Linked DNA regions of Mus musculus: all the other regions are linked to region 1. The links are chromatin contacts, called in public HiChIP or PLAC-seq and promoter capture Hi-C maps. All regions are on one chromosome and are shown on one strand. The core of a region is the stretch at or near the end of the contact, and the rest is flanking DNA. Distances in the headings are between cores, read along the strand shown.

Region 1 (3,321 bases), core at 403-2,902:
TTATCCATTGAACCATCTGGCTGGACTTTCCTTTTTAATTTTATTTTTATTTAAATTTCTGAATGCTCATTTATTTTGTGGGAGCAGCAGGCACACAGATGCTATGGCGCACATGTGGAGGTCAGGGGACAAATTGAGTCTCTTTCCTACTATATATGTTTTGAAGTTGAAACTCTGGTTGTCAGCTTTGGCAGCAAGCACCTTTATCTACTGAGCCATTTTGCCTGCCCCTGGTAAATTTTATAAGTGATGCCATGAAATATTATTCTAGGGTATCATATTCTCATGGAGCTATGGCCATCCATTGTATTGATACACCACAGTGTATCTAGCCAACTCCTTCACTGAGATTTTTTGTTTGTTTTTCAAGATAGGGTTTCATTGTGTAGCCTTGGTTATCTTGGAACTCATTCTGTAGACCATACTGGTCTTGAACTCACAGAGATCCATTTACCTCTGTCTCCACAGTGCTGGGATTAAAGGCGTGCACCACCACCACCACCACCACCACCGGCTGTTTCCACACTTTTCAATAATGGGAGAAAGACTGAGATAAATATTCTTTTGAAATGTGTCATTCACTTTCCTGAAATAGTTTGGTGGAGGTGAAATTCAGAATGTTAGTTCAAGTGTTACAGCTTTAACTCCATCATCTCTGGGGTAAAGAGAATTATGACTGTTTTACAATGTTTCTAGCTTCTAAGTCCCAGAGCATGTGAGCCAGGGAAGGAATTAAGGGCATGAAAGTCAGACAGGGGCAGAGGAGGGTCAGGCCTCAGGGTGCTGAACTGAGTGATGATGCACACGAGTGCGGGCACAAAGCAGGGGCTGGCTATCTGACAGGTGTTGGGCACTGAGCTATTGCAAGAATCCTTCCTCTTGGAGCCAGGCAGGTGAGTTGAGGGCGTAGGGCTCAGGAAGTTATCAATCTGACAGGTGTCAGGACTCTGAATGATCACTAGCTTCCTCTCTCCTGGAGCAATGCAGGTGAGTTTAATGCGCATGGCGGCAGCTGTCAGTGTGACAGGTGCTAAGATGCCACTGACATCCTCCTCCTTGCTCCCTCATGTGAGTGCATGGCAGCAGCTGTCAAACGGACAGGATTGAGGCGCTGAGCAGTTACTAGCTATTCTCCCTCCTGGACTCTCATATGTGAGCGCAGGGTAGCAGCTGAAAGTCTGCGCTGAGCATCCTTCCTTCTTCTTGGAACAAGGCAGATGATCATAGGTCGCAGGGCAGCAGCTATCAGTCTGACAGGACTCCGGGCGCTGAGCTGTTATTAATCCTCCTGGACCTTTATGTGAGCGCAGGGTAGCAGCTGGAAGTCTGACAGGTAGTCTGGTCGCTGAGCATCCCTCCTCTTACAGCAAGGCAGATGAGCATAAAGTGCAGGGCAGCAGCTGCTAATCTGACAGGATTCGGGGTGCTGAGCTGTCACCAGCATTCTCCCTCCTGGACCATCAGGTGAACTTAGGACTGTAGTCCATGCCTCCCGCCCTTGAGCTCCCTGTCTGGCGCGACGCGGTGCCCCAGAAAGGATACAGAGAGGCAAAGACAAGGGAATACAGCCTATGCAGCTGTCACTGCCGCTACCGCGCCTGCGCGCTGGCTCCCTGTTCGCGCTCGCACTGTCAATAAAGTTCTCGCGCGCCGGAAGCGGAAGCGGCGGGTCTCCATGGCGGCGCCGGCAGCGGGCCCGGTGTTCTGGAGGCGGCTGCTGGGCCTGCTGCCTGGCAGGCCCGGGCTGGCCGCGCTCCTGGGCCGCCTCTCCGACCGTCTGGGCAGGAGCCGGGAGCGCCGGCGCCGGAGGTGAGAGCGCTCGAGAGGGCCGGGCGGGGGGTGGGGGACTCGCTGTCTCCCCGCGTGCCGGCGGCTCAGCCAGGAGCCCCGTGGGCGTGCACCGTGCAGGAGCCACCCGGGGCGAGCTCGGGGCTGCGGCCCGGCCCTGGGGCCAAGGCTGCTGTGCTCCGGGCTCGGGGCGTGAGTGTGGCAGTCGGGGTTAGAGCGGTGAGTTGGCCGGAGTGAATCAGCCCTGCGGGGACCCGGTGCAGGCTGGCTTCCTCACATCCTGCCGGAGACATTTCTCAATCCTGACTCAATCGGTACTCAGGCCCGTGAAGAGGAAACACTCGAAACTCTTTCTGCGCGCGTTCGAAAGGCTTGTTTCTGGAAAAGTACTGAAGTGGGTTGTGTAAGCGGTGAGGGAAGCTTTGAAGCAGTTTGTTCAGGCAGTGGTCCTTTAAAGGAAACATTTGCCAAGAACAGGCTCAACCAAGAGGCCTGATGCTATTGCTAATTTTCAGGAGCGCGCGAGATAGATATTGAGATTGTGTGTTTGTGTGTGATATTCTCTCGTGTGGATATGTTTAGAGACTTCGTTTTCTTTTTCTTCAAATGCTGGGGCCCAAACCCAGAACTCCATGCACACAAGGCAGGTGCTTTACCACTGAGCCACATCTCAGCTCCTCCTCTCTCTCTTTAAAATAAATAAAACAATTAAAATAATGACTGTGTGCTCAGGTGGTGGTAGGGGAAGTCGGTTCTCTTTTACCACGTGAGTTGAAGTGATTGAAATCGGATCATCAGGCTTGGCAGCAAACTCGCTGGACCCCCAGTTCTTTTAGAGACACAGTTTCATGTATCTATACTGGCCTTAAATTGAGTAACTCAGGTTAGCCTAATACTCCTGATTCTCCTGCCTCATGTCCAATGCTGACTCCCAGGTGTGAGCTGTAATGGCCCATTCTGGTTCTGTGAGTAAGATCTGTGGGTAAGATCTTGTCTCTAGATGGCTTGAGGTGCAGTCACCTGCGTTGGTTCTAGATGTGGGTCATTGATTTACAGAGTAACAGGGAGCTTGCCAACCCAAGCACAAATTAGACTTAGAGGACCTACTGAATGACAGAATCAAGGCAGACAGGCAGTCTTATCTCAGGTTGCCTGCTGATCAGAATGGCTCTTTCCCCCAGCCATTCGATTGGACGGTAGAATCAGGTGACGCTTATTACATCAGGGCACCAGACCACTGAAAAATGTTAGGTTTCAAAAGTTCTGCCTGAAAGAGGAGCAGTTTAGGAAGCTTTGTTGATTTCCTTTTGGTTTGTAAACCTCAGTATTCATTGTTCAGCTTTGGTGCTGATCTCTGAAGGGGGCTCAGGCAACCTACATGAACTATATCCCCTATACCACTGGGTATCAAATTCTGGATAGGCAAGCACTCTACATGGAGCTGTGCCCCTAGGCCTGACAGGGCCTCACCTCAGGTTACTTTCGAATATCCTTTGTAGCTGATGGTTATGAATTAATGGCCCATTTGTCTAC
Region 2 (3,321 bases), core at 240-2,739, 2.0 Mb after region 1:
GCAAGCATGGAGGAGTTGCTTCTACCCCAGTGCACAGCTCCTTGTTGGCTTTCTGATCAGTGAGGGGATCAGTGTGTGCTTGAGTAGGCACCATACCATGCTGGTCTAAATGGACTAGAAAGTGAGATGAAGGGGCAGCTGTAACCAACCAGTCGCAGTGAACAGTAATTGACAAGTCCTTATTTGACAGCCAGTTAGTTTAAGCTGGCTTTCTGTCACAAGAAGAACCCAAGAAAAGACAGATACACAGAGATGTACACAGAGATGTACATAGACGACAAGGAAACAGAGGACAGTGGGCTGAATTCCTTCTCCTTACACATGTAGCAAAGTGAATAGGGGCCGTCTGAGTCCCCTGCTGAGGCTTGACAGCCGCGCCTTGGATTTGTGTCCTCTGGGTTGTTGGAGTGGTGTAACCAGCTGTCCAGGAAATGGATGCTGGAGTGTTATGTTTAATTAAAAGGAAACATTCAGCTCTGGTGTTTTACAATGTAAAGCAAATAATTCCTCTCTGTTCGTCTAATTGATGTAAATATTTCTTCAAAGGGAACCGCGTTGGAACCCCGTGTGCCAACCTGGTCAGTTTTCTCAGCCAAGCCTTACCCTTCCTTAAACCATCAGCTACTGGGCAATTCCAAGCTGTGCTGAGAGGCTCCTCCCCCGGAGCTATCCACCCAACTCCCGCCCCCGCCCCAATTCCCTTCCGAACCACCCCATGGAACTCGCTCCACGTCTCCCTCGCTCCTCTCTTGGGTCCTCTTCCCGGAATTCTAGACCCAACTGTCGGCCGCCACCCTCCGTTCAGCACCAGTCCACCACAAGCACCCGCCCCAGGGCCCACCCTGTCCCGATCCTGCCTCCAGGGCTCAGGGTTCTCCCGCTAGAGTTCAGCACCTTCCTCCGTCTCCACCTACTCCGGCTCCGGGTTTCCTCCCTTCCGGAAGACCGTCCAGGGTCGACGCACGCCTCGCCGACTCACCTGCAATAGCGCGGGAGCCACCGGCCCCTGTCGCGCACTCCTGAGGGACCCTTGAGGGCCTGCAGCTCGGATCGCTGCCTCCCGAGTGCCGCCTCCACGCGCGCTCGCGCCGGTGCCACCCGCACCGCCCACACCCCGCGCTAGCTCTTCCTGCGCCACCCCGCCCCCGCTTTCCGCCCCCAGCCCGGCTGTCGCTCCGACCCCCTCAGGCAGCTCCAGGGCCTCAGCGCGCCGCGCCTCCGCCTCCCAGCGGCCGACCAATTGCCGCTCGGAGCCGGCCTCCGAGTCCCTCCTCTAGCTCCGCCCTTCGCCCCCGCCTCCGAAATCTACCAATAGAAAAGACGGCGCAGGAGCGGGCCTGGCGGTTGCCTAGCAGCGGCTAGGCTGGGCGGGGGCGGACAGCCGGGGGCGGTGATCCGGGCGCGGCGGGGGCGGGGCCCGGAGGCGGGGTTTTTGTGGGGTGGGGCCTTCAGCGGCTATAAAAGCAGCGGCCGCCGGGCGCCGCGCTCTGTGGTCCTGGTCTGCGCGCCTTTTCCTGTTGCTGCAGTTGTCGCTTTCCTCACCGCCACCCGTGCCCCTGCTCTGGTCTGTGGTGTAGCCGGGACCCAGGACCATGTCGCTTTCACGCTCGGAGGAGATGCACCGGCTCACGGAAAATGTCTACAAGGTGAGTTTCCAGCGCGGCTCCGAGTCGCCCCTAGGTCTTCAGGCCCGAGCAGGGCACCGGCTCCCGGACTGCGGGTGTGGTGGACCGATCTTCCGTTGGTCACAGGTGGCCGCGCCCGCCCAGGGTCCTTACGCCCGCCGCGGCCCGCGCCGTCCCCGAGCACGAGTGGACGCCCCCACCCCGACGGCGCCGCTCAGCCCCCGCGCGCTCCCTCAGTACGCCTGTCTGTCCTGGCGTCCGGAGGGACCGAGATGTTCAGGGCCTGGGCTGCTCTGCGATCTGGCCTGGTCCGCTGCATCCCAGAGTGAGGGGAACAAGGAGCGGGGGCGGCGTGGAGGTTGCAGGCTGCTGCGGGCGGTCGCCCTGCGCTTGCTTGGCGCGGTGGCACCGTGGGGCTCTTCTAGGTGCTGTTATGCCAGCCTCTGGGCACTTTCTCTTCAACAGGCTTTCCCTTTCCACAACTCCTTTACGAGTGTTAATGGACGTGGCCCAAAGTGGGAGGTCGAGCTCGGACAGGTTGGATGGGTGGACAGATAATCCATCATCTTATGTAACCGCAGAGGGAGAAGACTAATTGTGTAGGAGGCTGACGCGCCTGCTTTTGCTTCTGATATGTGTTAAGAGTCTCGCATTCACATACTAATCTGTGAAATGACAGTTTCTCATGGAAGAACTGCAGAGCCTTGTGCAAGCCCCCTGGTGTCATGTTATGTCCATGCTTTGGGTACAGATGGACGGGCCATTTCCTATTTCTTCACCATGGGTTCTCACAGCCCTGGCCCCTTACCCTCAACAGCACAGCCTGGGGCTCCCTGATGGCATCAGGTCCGCTGCAGTTCTCAGTGACATTTTTTTTTTCAAGAGAGAAATTCCTGCCCTGCCCTGTGCATGGCAGTCCTCTTTACAAAGCTGTGCTTTATTTCAAAACTGTCTTAAGGGTGAGTGAAAGGCTTTCCACCAGCCACTAGGTTTTCACATGGAGTTGCTGGTTCATGGCTAAATGGGATTGTGCTCTGCTCGAGAGCAACAGTTTCTGATTGTATGAACCAACCATGGTTGTGCCTTTCTAGGCAATGGCCTGTGAAACCCTCATAGCTGTGCTTGCTCTGTTGCCTACAGCAGATGGAAGCCTCCAGGGTGGCTGCTTAGGTTTCAGCTGGAGTCCCGGGGGCAGATTATACTTTAATTCATCATTTAATAAAGGCTTTAGAGTTGTAGTTACATGGGTCTGGAGGAACCTTGAAGGTGGGTGTAGGGGCTGAAGGAGCTCTAAAACCATGTTCAAGCTGCCGGCAAACAAGATTGAGAACAGCCTTTTGTTCTTTATGTTTAGTATCTGTAGACTCCATGGTATATGTTCCCCTCTTGTTGGTCTGCGGAAGCACATGCTGTCGGGAGAGGGAGGTTTATTAAATTATTAGTCATTAGTTCCATTACAGTTTGCTTTGTACTGCAGGGGAATGGGAAAAGAAATACTGGTCACAGTCTGGTTTTCTTGCTTCTTTACTGAAATCGTTAAAGAGGAACTTCCATGGTGAGAATCACGCAGGGTATGAGGAGTAGCTTTGCTTTGGAGAGTCCCATGGTTCTCCTTAGTAAAACTCATGCCCGGGCAGTCAGCCTGCACGTAACGGCTTCAGGCTTCACTCACATGCTGCTGTAATTCATCTGGATG
Region 3 (3,321 bases), core at 246-2,745, 1.8 Mb before region 1:
GTTCCAAAATAGTTCAATGTCTGGTCTTGCAATACAGTTCCTCAGAAAATCAGTAGGCGGATTTCGCCACCCCCTCTCTGTTTTGTCTTCAGTGCTGAGACTCAAACCCACAGCCTTGAGACACTAGGCAATCTGTGTTCCACTGCGCCACACCTTTGGTATCGGGAAGCTTTCTTACAAAGTGAAGGTTCACTTTGCACTTAAAGAACTTTCATAGGGATGTTTGGAACAAAAAGCTTTTTTATTATTTGCCTCTCTGTCTCCCCCATCCCCCCAGCGGGCTTCACTAGTGTTTGCCCGGCCTTCTGGCCCACCCTCTCCCACAGTTTCGCCATGTAACCCTGGCTGACGAACAGGAACTAGCTCTGCAGACCAGGCTGGTCTCAAAATCAGAGATCAGCCTGCCTCTGCCTCTGCCTCCTCCGAAGTGCTGAGATTAAAGGCATGGGTCACCGTGGCCCAGTTCAAAAGAACTTTATAAATTAAAGTTTCATCTTATTGTGTGTGGGGGTACAACAGCCACCTCTAGCAAATGGTCAGAGGACAATCTAAGGGAGGTGACTCTCTTTCTACAAATTGAAATTAGATGATTAGGCCAGGTAGCCACCTCACCATCCCTTAAAGTTTGTTAAAATTAAAAAAAAAAACAATTTTGGGCACAACCGTTCATTATTAGCATTTTTACAACTATGCTATGCTATCCTACTAAAAGATCTAGATGCAAAAGTAATATTATTTTTCACACATAAAATTGAATCATGAAGTATTCAATTTAAGCCTTTAAACGACATGCGCGGTAAGAAGACCTCCCCAGACTGCAGCTGTAGTTTGGGCATACACTAATGTGCTAAGATACACCTACTTTTTAAACCACATGATTTCTTCAGGGTCTGCGATGCCAAATTCCCTCATCTTCTTCACCATGGTGGCACTCTTCTTAACAGCCACCTCGTAACGCTGGCTTCGAGTGAGGAAGTTATAGTCCTCATGTTGGAAGTCTGGATCGTTCAGAATCAAGTTCTCTGAAAGAGGGTTAAATGACATCAAGAGAAACAGGTACTCACCCTCCCTGACTCCCATCAGATTAGAACAGAGGACGTTCCCCTCCTAATCCTGACACCGGACGCCCATCGAAGTAGGGGTCCCCGCTTCCCCTCAACTCCAGAGGCCCCAAATCCTCATTCACGGGGGTCTTTCGCCTGGTTCGGTATAAGAGGCCCGGCCCTCCAGGCTCACCGATTTCTCGACGGCGCCGGGTGTTCTCCGGACTACCATCCAAGATGTGCGTGATTAACTCTGGATTGAAGGTGGCGGCGGCCCGCTCCTTGCGCAGATCGGGATTCATGACGGAGACCAGTGCTGGGGGCAGAGGAGGTGGCGACAGAAGTGACAGGCACCAAAGCGATGACAACCTGTCTCCGCAGCTCAGGCGCCGACCAGGCCCTATGAGCGGAGCGAGACAGCCCTCGGCCCCGCCCCCTCGAGCCGTCCCCGCCCCGTCCCCGCCGCCACTCCTCACGTGACCGGCTGCAATCCCCGACGCTGGTACCGCCCGCCGGACGGACGAATCCCCTGCTGCGGGCCAGGGGAGGTCCCCGAGCGGCTCCTCGCCAAGGAAAGCAAGGTAAAAGGTCAAGGGACCGCAGTGGCACTGGAAAGGGAGTGGGGCTCTTCCCGGACCTCACGTCTCCAGGTTCACGTGATCTTTCCGGGAGGAAAAGAGCCCTGGAGACGCGCGCAACCGATTGGCCAGGGCCTTGAGGGGCGGGATTGCGCCTGCGCTGTGGGACTCACCTCCTTTCAGGCTAGGGCGGTGGGTGTGTGTGTGTGTGGGGGGGGGGTCCTCTCACCACAGTGTCCCCGGAAACCAGAAGGGAATGGGTGTCAAGGGTCTCGGGCGGGGTGAGGAGGCTAATAGAGGAAAGCTGTTGATTTTACTGGAACCCAAACAAATTGGAGCGAAAGGGTAACAGGACAAAGGTTACGTTCGGGAGACGGTTCATTGTCGTTGGCTAAAAATATTGCCGACTTGACTGACGTTAGAGACTTGGGATGCAAGGACCTGGTCCTGCGGAGCTTCCGGGTTTATGCACTGGGCCTGGATTTAAAGCGAGAGGGAACAGGTCCAGTTTCTCTACATTTTATAGCCCAAGTCTTTTCCCACCTAAACCGGCAGGGCAGGTCCTAGAAATTTTGAAATCTAGACTTTACTTTGCCATATCATTATCGTCATCGAAGATGTACCTACGCCTAAGAAGTTCTAGCGTAGGATTTATAACAAAGAGTTCCTGAGCCTCAAAGACAGCCAGTTTTCACCAGTTTGTTTTTTAATTCTTCCTTAAAAATTGCTAAGTAGTAGGCTGGAGATGTCGAGCATGCACTAAAGCCAAAATATAATCTCAAAGCACAGCATAAACTGGGCACCGTGGCACACACAGGCTTGCAACTTCAAGTGGAGGTCTGAGGATCACGAAGTCCAAGATCATTATCAGCTATATAGAATCGGACTGAAGGCAGCCTGGGCTGTGTAATGCCTTGTTTCAAAAAGCCTTTAAGTGCTAAGTAAAATGCACTCTTTCTTCATTTGATTTCATGCCACCAAAAAGAACTACGCCGGTAGTGGCGCACGCCTTTAATCCCAGCACTGGGGAGGCAGAGGCAGGTGGATTTCTGAGTTCGAGGCCAGCCTGGTCTACAAAGTGAGTTCCAGGACAGCCAGGGCTACACAGAGAAACCCTGTCTCGAAAAAAAAAAAAAAAAAAAAAAAAGAACTACATTTCTTCATTACCTCTCTAACTTGCCCTTGTAACAACATATGTAAGACCCTTTTACAGTAACGGTGCTGAGAATGGGTTAAACGAATGAAGGCTTTAGCCTGAATGCAAAGTTAATGGAGCCCCCAAAATTCAATATTTTAATGCACTTTCTTTTCTTTTTTCTTTTCTTTTCTTTTTTGTTTGTTTGTTTGTTTGTTTGTTTTGTTTGTTTTTCGAGACAGGGTTTCTCTGTATAGCCCTGGCTGTCCTGGAACTCACTTTGTAGACCAGGCTGGCCTCGAACTCAGAAATCTGCCTGCCTCTGCCTCCCGAGTGCTGGGATTAAAGGTGTGCGCCACCACGCCCGGCACACTTTTTTTTCTTGATGCAGGAGATAGACCTCTCAGCTACATCCTCAGCTCCACAAAATTTAAAAGTTTAAAAGGGAAAAGAAGAAAAATTCTGAGAAGTTAAATAAAGACTATATCATTGTTGTTGCTTGTACCTTTGGCTCTGGCTCCATATACCTGAGCAAGGTTCTGTTACTGAGGATATTTTCAAGGAC
Region 4 (3,321 bases), core at 313-2,812, 1.6 Mb before region 1:
AAGCTTTTTGTTCTCTTCTTGTGGAGCTGGGGAGGTAGCCGGGGCTTCTGGTAGGCTAGGAGAGCTCTCCAGCCAGCTGTGCATTCATTGGTGTGCAAACATCAGTTGTAACCTTATTCTTAGCTAGATACTTTCTAAAAAACGGGCAAGTTCTCTTAAAGAGAACATTTAGTCCTTTTAGGTAAAATAAAAAGAGTTCAGTGAGTAAAGGCGCTTGCTGCCAAGTTTGTCAACCCCAGTCTGGTTTTACACCCACACCATGGAAAGCGACTCTCACTGCCTCTGCCTTCACTGGCAAAGAAATAGAAGTGAGGTTTGCTTTCTTCTGTTCTGTCCTTCTGTTCTGCACACCCTAACTAGTTAGAACCTTCGCTGTAATTAGTTCTGATGAAAAACAGTATATGTCTTCCTGAAACAGGAGCCTTCACAGTAAATTCCCAATCCGATCCTCCAGATCAGGGTGGAAACAGTTCCTGCCCGCTCCCCATGGTCTAGAATCCTTGGATAAGTGGGGCTCTTATACCATGTGTCATTTTTTCCTACCAGCCAACTTCACCATCTTGTGTACCTTAAATCATCTTTAGGTCACTTTAATACCCAATACAATGTAAGTTTCATGTGAATAGATGTATCAATGTCCTCTTGATCAGGGAATAATGACAAAGAAAATGTCTTCATGCTGAAAACAGGTACTTTTTTTTTTTTTTTTTTTTTTAAAGCATAAGGTTTTTAAACCCCGAGGCTGGATTATGCAAAGCATGCCCTGGCACTGGCTATTCCCCCCCACCCCCGTGTGTGTGTGTGTGTGTGTGTGTGTGTGTGTGTGTGTGTGTGTGTGTGTGTTTGGAGAGTTTCTCTATGTAGCCCTGCTGGCTGTCCTGGAACTAACTCACCATGTAGGCAAGACTGGCCTCGAACTCAGAGCTATCCGAATGCCTCTACCTCCCACTGAGCCCTGAAATTAAAACCATGTGGTCACTACGCCTGGTTCTTTTGTGTTGTTTTGTTTTGTTTTGTTTTGTGGTGTTAAGAAATTGAACCCAGGATCTGTCTGCCATGTTTCAAAAGTTTTCTTTTTCTTTTCTTTTTTTTTTAAGAGAGACTGTTTAGAAGCTATTTAAAAATTTAAATACTCTTGAGAGTCGAGTAGCTGCGAAGGTTCTGTGTGTTTTCTATTTTGATCGTTCTGTTTCTCGAGATGACCACATCTTTCAGAGGAAATGAGTCAAAGCCACTCCGTCTTGCTTTTCCAGCTGAGCATGTTCAGTTTCAATGAAGTAATGAATGAACTTGGCCAGCACCACCCCCACGCCTACAACAGCAAACACTGATGACCTCCACCAATCAGAACGCGGTCAGGGTTTTCGAGTTGAGTTCAAACAGGCCTACGGTAGGCCAATCAGCGCATCACGCCCCGCCTCCCGATGGCGGCCCCAGCCAACCACCAACTCGGAGGAGCCAAAACACGGAGGCTGGCCAATGCCGGGGTGCCCCCGCGGCACCGACTCCGCCAATGGGCGCGGCCAGGCGAGGAGAGAAACAGAGCGGCCGGGCCCGCCGCAGGATTCGAATCGAACGTCCGTGTGGGAGCCGGCGGCTGGCTGGGCTGCGCGTGGGCCAATCAGCGGCGTCGGCTCACGGCCCCCGAACGTTGGGCCTGGCGGCCCCGCCCCGCGCTGTTGTTTGCGGCGTCGGCGCGGCCGCGCGAGCCGAACCACAACATTCGCCGGGCGGCGGCGGAGCTGCGAGCGTGAGCCCGGGGCGGCCGCCCAGCGCCATGTCGGTGAACACGGACGAGCTGCGGCACCAGGTCATGATCAACCAGTTCGTGCTGGCCGCGGGCTGCGCGGCCGATCAGGCGCAGCAGCTGCTGCAAGCGGCGCACTGGCAGTTCGAGGTGTGCACCGGGCCGGGGTCGGGAGCGCGCGTGGGAGCCGGGGGCCGCGTAGGGGGGCCGCGGCGGGGGGGGGGGGGGCCGGGGCGGCCAGGCCTCGCTCACGCCGCTGCGTCCCGTATTTTGTCCGCAGACCGCCCTAAGCACGTTCTTTCAAGAAAGCAACATTCCCAACAGCCACCACCACCCGCAGATGGTAAGTGTTCCCCAGGGCCGCGGAGGGGGCGCTCGGTGCGGCAGGGTCGCTGTCAGCCGCGCCGGTGACAGCCATGTTGCCGGGGAGCGGCGCGCCGCGAATGTAAACAAAGAGCCAAAATGTCTTCCAGGAAAGAGCGCTCCCAGGCCGGCGCTGGCTCGCCCAACTTTGGGACCCGCCTCCAGGCCGCTGGATCGGGGCCTGAGGCCCTGTGCTGGGCGCTGTGCCCTGGGTGTAAGGGCCTTGGTGTTGGGGAGGTGGGGGTAGAAGGAAGGGAAGACGGCTTCCAGCAGGATGTTGCGATTCTGATAGCAGAGGATGGGGAAGGGGCTCGAGGATAACCAGACCTTTGGGGACTTCGGGGTGGTGGGGGACTGAGGGATTTGTGTCTTGATGCAAAACACACACACACACACACACACACACACGACTGAGGTAGGGATTTGTGTCTTGGTGCAACAAACACAGCCGTGTGCACACACACACACACACACACACCACCCACCCACCCAGTGCTGCAGGAAGCAGGGGAGGGATAGATCCACCCTGGCTCCGGAAGTCCAACTCTACCCACAAAGGTAGGCTGGCCCTTCCAAAGCCTCCAGGGAACATAACCTTTATGGAGGATATACAGATTTATATACCTAAGGTGAGGCCAAGAATTTCTTTTAATCTCAGTATGTTAAGAAACAAAACAGTCCAGGAAATAGTTCTTGGAGCCTGGATTTGTCCTCTTCCAACTTGGCTCCAGGCTAGAGCCTTTGCCCTCTGGCCAGTGGGTACCCTGCTTTCCTGAGGCCAGGCACATCCCTTCTCTGCTCTAACTCCTAGTTAGCTATTAGCTCCAAACGTGTAGGAGGGCCTGAGCCCAGGAGAGGGGTGGTAAAACATTATTCCCTAAGAGATCTGCCATTGGACTTTTTTGTTTTTTTTGGTGTCCTTGTCCCCAGGAGACAAGACTACATGTGGATCTTCTGCTGTATCTTGTTCTCAGCACTTTTTTCTTCTGACAAAAACGAGCCGCCCCCCCCCCTCCCCGCGTGGTGGCGCACGCCTTTAATCCCAGCACTCAGGAGGCAGAGGCAGGCAGATTTCTGAGTTCGAGGCCAGCCTGGTCTACAGAGTGAGTTCCAGGACAGACAGGGCTACACAGAGAAACCCTGTCGCGAAAAACAAAAAAAAAAAACAAAAACAAACAAAAAACGAGGGGGGATGCTCAGGAAGGAGAGTC
Region 5 (3,321 bases), core at 507-3,006, 1.5 Mb before region 1:
CTGGGAATTGAACTCAGGACCTCTGGAAGAGCAGTCAGTAATCTTAACTGCTGAGCCATCTCTCCAGCCCAAAACCACTAATTTTTAAAGTGGAGCTTTCTCAAGGCAAGGTCACGTGTGATAAGTGTGACCCAATACAAACAAGCTCAACTTTCATGTTTAAAGGGATCCTTGGCCTGGACAAGACAAATAATCAGGGGCTGGAGAGATGACTCAGCAGTTAAGAGCACTGGCTACTCTTCTAGGGGTCCAGAGTTCAATTCCCAGCACCCACACGGTGGCTCACGACCATCTGTAATGAGATCTGGCGCCCCCTTCTGGCCTTCAGGCACACATGCAGACAGAACATTGTATACACGATAAATAAATCATGAAAAGAAACAGAAACCGGAGAGACTGACTGTCTCCCTGTACATATCTCCTAAACCCACTTCAAAGTCCAACTGATAATAAAACAGGTGGAGCTAAGAACTTTTGAAATATGAAAATGACTTTAAATGTTCAAAGTCAAGTCATTTACGCCAGGGAGTCCAAGTGCGCACCTGAACTGCCAGCATCGGAAAGGCCAAGGCCAGAAATATCACACCATTTAGAGTGTGACCAGGGTCATAAGACCTTATCTCAGAAACCAAAGCCCATGATGGGTGTGGTGTTCCCGCGGCAGAAGCAGGCAGATCTCCCGGCTTGAACTCTTGAGAGTGCAAGCCTCATCCATTCACTAAGTTCCAGGCCAGCAGGAGCTACGATAAAGCTCTGTCCCATAAAGGAGAAGAGAAACGATACATATTACTAAAAAGCTTATTTCACAAAGGGCCCTTAAGGCTCTTTATACCAGGGCTCTAGTTTTCTCCAAAATTGAAAAGGGGCCTTTAAGTAGACCGGTTATTATCAGCAGGGCACCGGGAGGCTCTGCTCTGCAGGATTCTTCTCCATGATTTCCGCAAAGTTCAGGCTCACGCTCCCATCCCTTCCCCATAGAAGCACCCACAGTTTGTAAGTAAGGTTTAAAAAAAAAAAAAAAAATCACGTCCTTCATCCATCCAGCATCGGTAACAACAAACAAGCCTGGAAAGACATCTCAGGGCCCCCACGGTCCCCTGAGGTCAGTGGTTAACACACGCACACACCCCTAAGCAAACACTTTTTTGTACAACTGATCCTACACACTTGTAATCGCGGCTCTCCCCCCGCCCAGCCCGAAGTACTTCTGAGTTCCCTTCTCCCTGACTGTCCTAACCCTTCGGTCTAGGATGGACCCACATCGCCTGTCGCTTTAGGGACGCCTGGAAATGGCGATGGTCAGATTCAGGGCAAGCGCAGGAAACCTCTCTAGGGTTAAGAGTGCGCCGCGGCCCTGGGACGGGGTTGGGGAGTCGGCCCAAACCTGCTGCTCCCGGGTGCAAAGGTGGAGGTGACGGGGAGAGGGGCTAGGGCCACCCCGGGGACCACCTCGCTTACTCAGTGATGCGCTTGGCCAGTTCCGTGCAGGCGGCCGTGGAGTTGGCCGAGAAGACTCGGTAGCCGGTGCGGGCTGCGTTCATGGCCGGCGAGGCGGCGGGCCGAGCCCGCGGGACACGCAGAGCAGAGCACGCGGACAGCGGGGGCAGCAGCAGCAGCTTCCTGGGCATCCTCCGGCCCGAGGCGCGGCTACAGCGGTCCGCGCGGGGCCGCAGAGGGACGAGGCGCGACACAGATGCGTCCGGATCTCCAAGCCGCACCGAAGGCGCAGCCGAGCGCCGCAGCCTCCTTCGGACCCCGCGGCAGGCCGCGCCCCTCCGCGACACCGAGTCGAGCAGCTAGAGCGTCCGCCCCCGCCGCCATCTCGGAAAAGGGCAGGGAGGTGGGCATGGCATGGAGAGCCTGTTCTGACACAGGCGCCGCTGACTCGCGTGTTCGCCTGAGTTTGAGTCTCCGGGGACAGGTATTTTAATGTCCACTATTCTGGGAGGTGCAGCCATGTTTAGTGGTACTTATAAATGTTTTCAAATTTACTGCCAGGAACTAAGATGTCCGCCCAGGGACCGGAGACAATCTAGCCTCACGCCTCTATGATGAACGAGCCTCCGGCGCTCCCCTCCACGCTTGCGCAGGCTGGGATTTATTTGAAAAGGGACAGCCGGCCCTTTCCCTTTTGCGGGCACTTAAACTAACTGCTCCAGAATCTGGACGTGGAGGCCTTCCCTAGACGTTATATCTGTGTCTGCACGTGAGGCAAGGTTGCACTCCTGCCCGTTGTTGTTCTCAGTTCTCCCACCCGTCCCCCTCAACCCCAGCCAGCCGCTCTGCCCGCATGAGTTCGCCTTGTGCAAATACAGAAGGCGCGTGTGTTCATTTACTTTTGTGTAAATAGATGAAGTCGTTCCAAAGAGACATTTGAGCCTCTCGATCTATCAGACTGTTTGAAAAACGGACCCCCAAAGAAGTAAAGATCTTCCCCCACCCACCTCAGGAATGTCATGCTGGGAGAAAAAAAAACGTGACTCCCAAAAACAGCTTTCACAGAGCTCCAGAGACTTCTCAGACCACCTTACAGGCTGAGGTTGAAGCCCATGCAAGGGCGTCTCAATGATGGTCGGGACCTTGCCCTGGAAGGGACGGCTTAGGTGGCAAATCCTCGGCCTTCTGCTTACATTTTTATCTCACTTCTGGACGGAGGACAGACTTGTGGACTTCTCTGGATTCCTCTGTTCCTCTTACCGATGTTGCTAGGTTTAATAAATCTCCCTTTTCTGCTTTCTGTTTTCAGTTCGACTTTTAATTTTAATTTTAATTTAATTTAATTTAATTTAATTTAATTTGGCTTTTCGAGTCAGGGTTTCTCTGTGTAGCCCTGGCTGTCCTGGAACTCGCTGTGTAGACCAGGCTGGACTCGAACTCAGAAATCTGCCTGAACATTGAGTCTTTCTGTGTCTGTGCACCGTGCATACACAGTGCCTGCAAAGGCCAGAAGAGGGTGTCAGATTCTCTGGAACTGTAGTTTGGAGTCAGTTGTGGGCTGCTGGGTCTTCAGGAACAGCAGCCAGTGCTCTTAACTGCTGAGCCATCCCTCCCGTGCCCAAGTTGCAATTTTAATTAACATATTGAAGAAGGTGGCCAGACCTGACTTGGACTCAGATTGTGAGCCCCAAGGTTGATTACACTAGACCTAATCAGGAAGGGCCGATAAGCTCTCTGGCCTCACCTCATAACCTGTTTCGCTAGGCCTTTTCCCTTCCTGCTCTTTAAGTAGCACATGGCAGGTACCCTCTTCAGTCTTCCTATTCTCTCAGTGTTATTCAAGGGCCAGACACCAGGGACCACCATAAAAGGGTGAAGCTTCAG
Region 6 (3,321 bases), core at 407-2,906, 1.4 Mb before region 1:
TACAGAGTGAGTTCCAGGACAGCCAGGGCTACGCAGAGAAACCCTGTCTGGAAAAAACAAAGACATGAGTCACCATACAGCCTTATATTAATTTCTGAAGAGCCCCCTGCGATTGTTTTGGTGGCTTGGCTCCTCTATACTGTCTAGGCTTGAGGTGAGAATATCTTAATTTCCAAACCAATCTGAACAAGTTGGCAAGGTTTACTCTCAAAATAAAGTAGAATGGTTTAGGACGTAGCTCTACGTCAAAGTGCTGGAGGTTTAGCATCAAGTTCCTGGGTTCAACCCTCAGCACTGCAAAAAACAGTGACTTAACAGCCTTCCCCCAAAGCAGATCTCTCACTTCCAGGGACCTGATTCATGCTTAGAAATGTTTCCTGATGGGGAGGGGCAGGACAGGAGGAGCTGTGAGGTAAAGATATGTGAGAGACAGATACAAAACCACACACTCAGGAAAACAAGCCTGCAAACCAATCTTGGCTTAGGTTTATGATGTCAGTCCGCTCTTGTAGAACTGCTCCATTCACAAGCCTCTTTCCCGAACAGTGGGAGAATGTGGTATTTGCTTAAGAGCCCCAGGTTAAAACCAAAAGAACGAAAAAACAAGATGCAGCTTTTCCCATTGGTCCCTCTCTCTTCTGTCCACGATTTCATAGGCCACCCCACCCCAAGAAGTCCTAGACACCCAGTCGCAGCTGCCACCATCTCCCTCAGTACTATTAATATCATGGCCCTGGACTGGTTCATCATTTCCCTCATAAAGTTCTCCGAGGCAATTCAAAGGATGCAGAGGGGTTACAACAAAAAAGACGTGGGGCCGCTGCCCCACCATGCATTCCGTCAGCATCTGCTCAACTTCTTGGGTTTTCACCTCTATCTTTGTTTTGGAATACCCACAGCCAAGCCCTCCCCGGCACGGCCTTCCCTTCGGAAAGCACAATGCAGCACGGACCTCCTTTAGCGGTGGGGGTTGTAAGCAAAAAACGCCGCACTAGTGTAACGCCGAACGCGCCTCAGCGCCCGAGGAGGTCCCCACGGGCATCCGTGCGCGTCCATCACCCCGAGGCCAACACCACAGCCGAGCATCGCTCGCAAGGCCCCTCCCCTCGCCCGGAGCAGCCCTGCCGGCGTGCGCGCCCAGGCCGGTGTGATGACGGTGCACCGGGCGACGAGGCGGCGTTCCCCTCCCCGAGCCCTGCCGACCGCCCCGGCCCGCCTCACCTTGGTCTCCTTCACATGCTGCTTGACGCCCTCCGGGTACCACTGGACGCGCACGTAGCCGCGCCGCAGAGGGCTGGCCCGGCCCTCCTCGTGGCCCGCGCCCCCGGCCTCGGAGCAGCCCGAGCTGCCGCGGCCGTCATCGTCGCCCTCCGAGTCCGAGTCCTCGCCGTGGATGAGGCGTACCAGCCCGAAGTGCACCGAGCCGCGGTAACGGCCGGACACCAGGTCGTGGGAGAACAGCAGGCGCTGTGAGCCTGCTTCGGGGCCGGAGTCGGAGGACGGCCCTGAGGCCGAGTCCGTAGCGGGCGCGGGCGGCGGGGCGGCGGCGGCGGGGGCTGCGGCCGGGGTCGGGGCGGCGGCGGCCTGGGCCTGGGCGGGTGCGGGCGCTGCGGGATCCGCCATAACTGCTCTGCGCGAGTCTCGGGCGGCGGCAGCAGCGACAGCGGCGGCGGTAGCGGCGGCGGCAGCCTAAGGCGCGGGGAGGCGGGGCCGGCGGCGCGGGGGCGGGGCCGAGCGCGCTGACGTAGGCCTGCGTGCCGCCGTCGTTAGGGCGCCGGGATGCTGTTGCTAGGAGCCGCCGCCCGGTCGCTAGGGGACGCTGAAGATGCTTGGGGCGGGGGTGGAAGGACTGCCGCGGGGCGTGGCAGGGCTGCAGGAACGAAGATGGATTAGGGGCCTGAGGAAGGGTACTGGTCTACCGGAGTTGAGGGGCGGGGACTGCACGCAAAACTGACTGTAATTTCTTAAAAAAAAATTATGCCCGGGTCTGACGTGGTGGCCACGCCTTTAACCCCCAGCTCTCAGGAGGCAGAGGCAAGCCCATCTCTGTTTTAGGCCAGCCTGGTCTCAAAGCAAGTCCAGGTTACACAGAGAAACCCTGCCTCGAAAAAGCCAAACAAGCCAAGCAGTGGTGGCGCACGCCTTTAATCCCAGCACTGGGGAAGCAGAGGCAGATGGACTTCTGAGTTCTAGGCCAGCCTGGTCTACAGAGTGAGTCCAGGACAGCCAGGGCTACACAGAGAAACCCTGTCTCGAAAAGTAAAAACAAACAAAAGAATAAAAAAGCCAAACAAAAATTTTTTAAATGCGGTTTAGTTATGACACATGCTTTTAATCCCAGCACTTGGAAGGCAGAGGCAGGAGGATATCTGTGAATTCGAGGCCAGCCATGACTTACAAAGTGAGTCTTGCAAGGCAGTGGCACACACCTTTAATCTCAGCACTTGGGAGGCAGGCGGGTTTCTGAGTTCGAGGCCAGCCTGGTCTACAGAGTGAGTTCCAGGACAGCCAGGACTAAACAGAAAAACCCTGTCTCAAAAACAAAAACAAAAAACAAAAACAAAAACAAAACCCAAAGTGACAGGGGAGGGTATAGGGGGCTTTGGGGATAGCATTTGAAATGTAAATGAAGAAAATATCTAATAAAAAATGCCTTTAAAAAAACCAAACAAAGTGAGTTTCAGGACAGCCAGGGCTACAAAATAAAACCAAAATAAATAAATAAAATTAATTGAAATTTAAAATTTTATATATATATATATATATATATATTAGAAAACCCCTGTCTTGAAAAATCAAAAAAAGGTGGGGGGGGGAGAAAGAGAGAAAGAAAGAAAGAAAGAAAGAAAGAAAGAAAGAAAGAAAGAAAGAAAGAAAGAAAAGAAAAGAAGAAAAGAAAAGAAAAGAAAAGAAAAGAAAAGAAAAGAAAAGAAAAGAAAAGAAAAGAAAAAAGAGGCAGAGTCTTACTATGCAGCCCTGACTGGCCTGGACTCTCAGAAATCCACCTATCTATGTAAACTCACACTGTAAACCAGGCTGGTTTCAAACACAGAGATCTGCCAGTGTCTGCCTCCCTAGTGAGTACTACAGGTATGTGCCCTCACTCCTAGTCAGTCAAGTTTAGCAAGCACCCTTGGCATCCTAATCAAGTTGTAGCCCTGCAGAGTGACTGCATCTTCATCTTCTAGATGCCCACATGTGCCCAAACTCATGTACACAGATATCATCACAATAATTTTTTTAAGTTGTTGTCAACTGGGTGTGGTGGTGCATGCCATGAACATGTGCCTAGAGGACAGTCTAGTTGGGCACGTGAAACAA
Region 7 (3,321 bases), core at 304-2,803, 1.4 Mb before region 1:
CTACCGCCCCAGGGGCAACCCATCCTGTTGGAAGGAAAGAGAGGAGCCACAGGGAATCAGTGGACCCGTTATTCCTTGGATGTTACTTTCCTGGTGTAAATAGCTAGGGGAGTCAGTTCTGTGTTCAGAAGGAAAATTCCAGTTGGTCACATGGCATTCCGCTATCCGGGAGACCTCAGCTCATCCAGCTTTGGGAAACTCCATGGGAACAGAGCTTGGTCCTGCCCTTCCTCCATCCCCAGGGCTACTCTGGCTTACCTTGAGCTTATCCTGTGTCTGAAGCTATCCTGGGTAAAGTACTACAGACCTGTGCTTCGAGAGAGCCACTGTTCCCAGCTTCTCCTCCACAGGGCCAGTGGCCAGCCAGGGCGAAGCCTGCCCACCTATCTCTTTATCTCTCACTGAGATTCGTCCTGGCCCTTCCCAGCCCCTGGAGAAACTTAGGTAGGGAGAGAAATTCACAAGAAGTACCCTAGTGGGCTGGTGGTCATAGGACGGTCACTCAATGTTGACTTTTGAGGGGCCAGATTCTGTACTGTGGGGCAGACCTGTGATGGCCAAGTGTCTCCAGGGATTGTCAAATATCCTTAGCGGGCAAAAGCACCCCTAAGCTGAGAACCACTGCTTGAAACCAAGTTTCATTTTCTTCTCCCTGACTACAATCACAACAGCACAACATAGATGCTGGGGACAGTATTTCACCACAAGATGTCACCCACACTGGAACCCCCAATGCAGCTGGTTGAGAAACAGCAACCGCTCCACCTATGAGGCAATCCCTCAGGTACACCTCACCTTCGCTCTCTATGTCCCGGCCCTACAGACTCGCGGCTCGGTGTTTCCTGGAGTTGAATCAAGGTATGGACCTGGCTTCCCTTCTGCCCTGGGGTTGTGGTAGAGACCTGGGCCCTACAGACCTTTCGCTCCCTAACTTTCAATCCAATGCAGAAACATCAGCTGGGGGCCCAACTCTCCAAACCCCTCGGTCCTTAAGCCAGGACTCCTGAGTACACTTTCTGAGCCGCGGACTACTCTGGCGGTGTGAGCCTTCCCCATCCCCCACCCCCGCACCTGTTACTACCACGGCGGCGAAGCTCCACGCACAAAACGCTGCCCGAGGACTTTGGAAGTTCACCCGGGAGACAGGGGAATATAGTCTTAAGGTCTAAAAGGGATTTCTGGTTGGAGGCGGAGTCGCATGTTCCAACACTGGGCAGTGCCCTCTCTTCCTCTCTGGGCTTTTAAACTTTTGCGCAAACCACGCGCCCAGACATCTGGTGACTGTGCCCCGGGGAACCCCTTTAGGCGTCCTGGTCCCAGCAGAGGCCAAGGATCTGCGGGAGGGATCCAGCGGTCCCGCGGGCACAGAGTCCAGCCTCGGCCTCTAGGGCGCTCTGCGGGGCGCACAGCCCCCGACCTTCCCCGCGGCCGAACGGGGCAGCCCCGTGAATCCCTGGCCACCCGCGGCCTAGCGGACCCGAGCTCCGCCGCACCCAATTCCCCGTGCTCACCTCTCGGAGGCCCCACGTCCCGGGAAGCGGCTGAGAGCAGAGTGGGCAGCGGCGGGGCGGCGGCTACAAGGCTGAGCGCCAGCGCTCCGCCTCTTCCCTACCTGCGCGAGGGCGCAGGGGCGGGGACTGGGTGTGGGCGGGGCCTCATTGAGGCGGGGCTTCTTGGTGTGTGGGCGGTGCTTCGGGGGGCGTGGTCGGCCCGCGGCTTCTGCCTGGGCTTGTAGCTCCTGCTGCTCCACTTATGGCCACATTTAAACACTTGCCTAGCACACAGATCTTAGGTTCGATCTCCAGCAACACACGCGCTCACACGGACACACCCCCATAACAACCAAGCAAAAACCACTCAATTTCCCCTTCTCTTTCTCGTGTGACCTCAGGCTCCTTTGACTCCAGGAGCCTCGACTAGGCTTGCATCCTTTCCAGAATCCCCGATCGATCGCTGCAGCTACATCGTCTAGGAAGCCTTGGCCTTCTCTAGCTGCTGTCTCTCCTTCGTCCATTAGAATGATCTCTCCTCAGGCCTGGCATCCCTTCTAGGCCAGACCGGGTCCTTGCTGGAAGTTGGGTCTTGTCCCCTTAACCACCCCAGGACTAAACACAGAGCAGTTGGAAAGGCAACCGAGGTATATGCTAGTTCTTGGGACTGTCCCTTAGGAAACTGTGAATGTTGCTCTGCACCCAAGGACACAGAGGCTTCTTGCTAAGGCTGAAAGCTGGCTCTCACAGTAACTGGCAATAGATGCAGAGGAAGGCCCTCCACATCTCCGTGTCATGAACAGCCCCCAGGCCCAGGCTTTGGATACTCTAGCCTGGCCAATACTGACCAAGTAACTTGCTTTGTTGGCTGTAATGAGAAATAACTATATATGACTCCAGCTAACAGAGCCGGGGGTTCAAATCCTGATCTGCCATTGACTGCTCCTGTGGTCTTAGATGAATCCCCTAAGCCTCCTCGGTCTCAGCTTTCCCCTCTCTGTGTGGTAGCAGTAACAGGGAGCATTTGTGGGGCCCCTGGCTCTAACTAGCAGCTGCTGTTATCTTTGCTATTATTAGTAGTGGTGACGGCCGGCCCTCCCTCAAGTTTAAGCCACAGGCTTTTATCCTCCTTAGCCCACGTCTCTAGCCACCTTGAGCCCATAGGAGCTGGGCTGTGCCTCCTCATCTCCCTCCTGGACCCAGATATCCCTCCCTTAACTCGGCTCTGGGTGGTGCCATCTTGTGATGTTCTTACCCACTTCCTGGTAGAGTACCACTCTTCATGTTCGCGTACCTAGCCCTGTACGAAGGCCTACATTTATGACACCCTGTCCAACACTCCCATGCTCCCACCTACGAGCACTCGCCGGACCTGTCAGCTCCTGAACAAGAACAGCAGGCCGGAGAAGGGCAGGGGGTGCCACTGATACAGATGCCTAGGGCCTGGGTTAGCCCCTCACTTGGGATTTGATGTGGAAACTTACGGCAGGCAGGAAATGGCAGAGGAACGAACTAGACCTGTACCCCCAGGTCTGGAGTCCCTATCCTCAGCCCCTGCACCAATGGCCTCAGTCTTTCTTTCTGAAGTCCTCGCCCAGCCAGAGAGTATGGAGAGACCACCACCAGGGGGCGCTGCAGCAGAGCTGCTTTCAGAGGTGAGCCAGGTCTCTGGGCTCTTGTTGCTCTTAACCACCCTGCCCCCAGTCTGCCACGTTGGTGGGTTGGGTAGAGCAGAGGTTAAAAGCACTGACTGCTCTTCCAGAGGTCCTGAGTTCAACTCCCAGCAACCACATGGTGGCTCACAACCATCTGTAATGGGATCTGATACCCT

What was found. Promoter capture Hi-C pulls out the DNA fragments that hold promoters and counts their contacts. HiChIP or PLAC-seq counts read pairs in DNA pulled down with a chosen protein or histone mark.
Region 2: a FOXA1 HiChIP or PLAC-seq map of pancreatic cancer cells shows a contact between it and region 1. The contact joins the promoter of Baiap2 here to the promoter of Pgs1 in region 1. A contact is called at or near these places in 1 of 39 promoter capture datasets (liver) and 1 of 115 datasets of contacts at active chromatin or transcription factors (pancreatic cancer cells).
Region 3: a promoter capture Hi-C map of liver shows a contact between it and region 1, with 3 times the contacts expected there. The contact joins the promoter of Ten1 here to the promoter of Pgs1 in region 1. A contact is called at or near these places in 2 of 39 promoter capture datasets (liver and pre-B cells).
Region 4: a contact with region 1 is called in a promoter capture Hi-C map of liver, with 4 times the contacts expected there. The contact joins the promoter of Ubald2 here to the promoter of Pgs1 in region 1. A contact is called at or near these places in 2 of 39 promoter capture datasets (liver and pre-B cells) and 1 of 484 Hi-C or Micro-C datasets (B cells).
Region 5: a contact with region 1 is called in a promoter capture Hi-C map of pre-B cells, with 5 times the contacts expected there. The contact joins the promoter of Prpsap1 here to the promoter of Pgs1 in region 1. A contact is called at or near these places in 2 of 39 promoter capture datasets (liver and pre-B cells).
Region 6: a contact with region 1 is called in a promoter capture Hi-C map of liver, with 2.4 times the contacts expected there. The contact joins the promoter of Ube2o here to the promoter of Pgs1 in region 1. A contact is called at or near these places in 3 of 39 promoter capture datasets (hippocampal neurons, liver and pre-B cells) and 1 of 115 datasets of contacts at active chromatin or transcription factors (pancreatic cancer cells).
Region 7: a promoter capture Hi-C map of liver shows a contact between it and region 1, with 2.8 times the contacts expected there. The contact joins the promoter of Rhbdf2 here to the promoter of Pgs1 in region 1. A contact is called at or near these places in 6 of 39 promoter capture datasets (hematopoietic stem and progenitor cells, hippocampal neurons, liver and 2 more).

Annotation. Positions count from the first base shown.
Region 1 is chr11:117,985,205-117,988,525 of GRCm38.p6, forward strand. Pgs1 (phosphatidylglycerophosphate synthase 1) reads left to right here and starts at 1,653. Exons shown (of 10, transcript NM_133757.2): 1 at 1,653-1,809. The coding sequence starts at 1,676.
Region 2 is chr11:119,941,603-119,944,923 of GRCm38.p6, forward strand. Baiap2 (brain-specific angiogenesis inhibitor 1-associated protein 2) reads left to right here and starts at 1,490. Exons shown (of 14, transcript NM_130862.4): 1 at 1,490-1,646. The coding sequence starts at 1,593. It overlaps Gm11767 (a long non-coding RNA gene), which reads right to left and starts at 1,492. Exons shown (of 5, transcript XR_001780400.2): 1 at 980-1,492.
Region 3 is chr11:116,197,360-116,200,680 of GRCm38.p6, forward strand. It overlaps Ten1 (TEN1 telomerase capping complex subunit), which reads left to right and starts at 1,496. Exons shown (of 4, transcript NM_027107.1): 1 at 1,496-1,624. It overlaps Acox1 (acyl-Coenzyme A oxidase 1, palmitoyl), which reads right to left and starts at 1,686. Exons shown (of 14, transcript NM_015729.3): 1 at 1,237-1,686; 2 at 863-1,022. The coding sequence starts at 1,345.
Region 4 is chr11:116,432,532-116,435,852 of GRCm38.p6, forward strand. It overlaps Ubald2 (UBA-like domain containing 2), which reads left to right and starts at 1,563. Exons shown (of 3, transcript NM_176902.3): 1 at 1,563-1,897; 2 at 2,028-2,090. The coding sequence starts at 1,778.
Region 5 is chr11:116,488,590-116,491,910 of GRCm38.p6, forward strand. Prpsap1 (phosphoribosyl pyrophosphate synthetase-associated protein 1) reads right to left here and starts at 1,757. Exons shown (of 10, transcript NM_026364.1): 1 at 1,459-1,757. The coding sequence starts at 1,628.
Region 6 is chr11:116,579,791-116,583,111 of GRCm38.p6, forward strand. Ube2o (ubiquitin-conjugating enzyme E2O) reads right to left here and starts at 1,657. Exons shown (of 18, transcript NM_173755.3): 1 at 1,222-1,657. The coding sequence starts at 1,623.
Region 7 is chr11:116,622,667-116,625,987 of GRCm38.p6, forward strand. Rhbdf2 (rhomboid 5 homolog 2) reads right to left here and starts at 1,554. Exons shown (of 19, transcript NM_001167680.2): 1 at 1,512-1,554.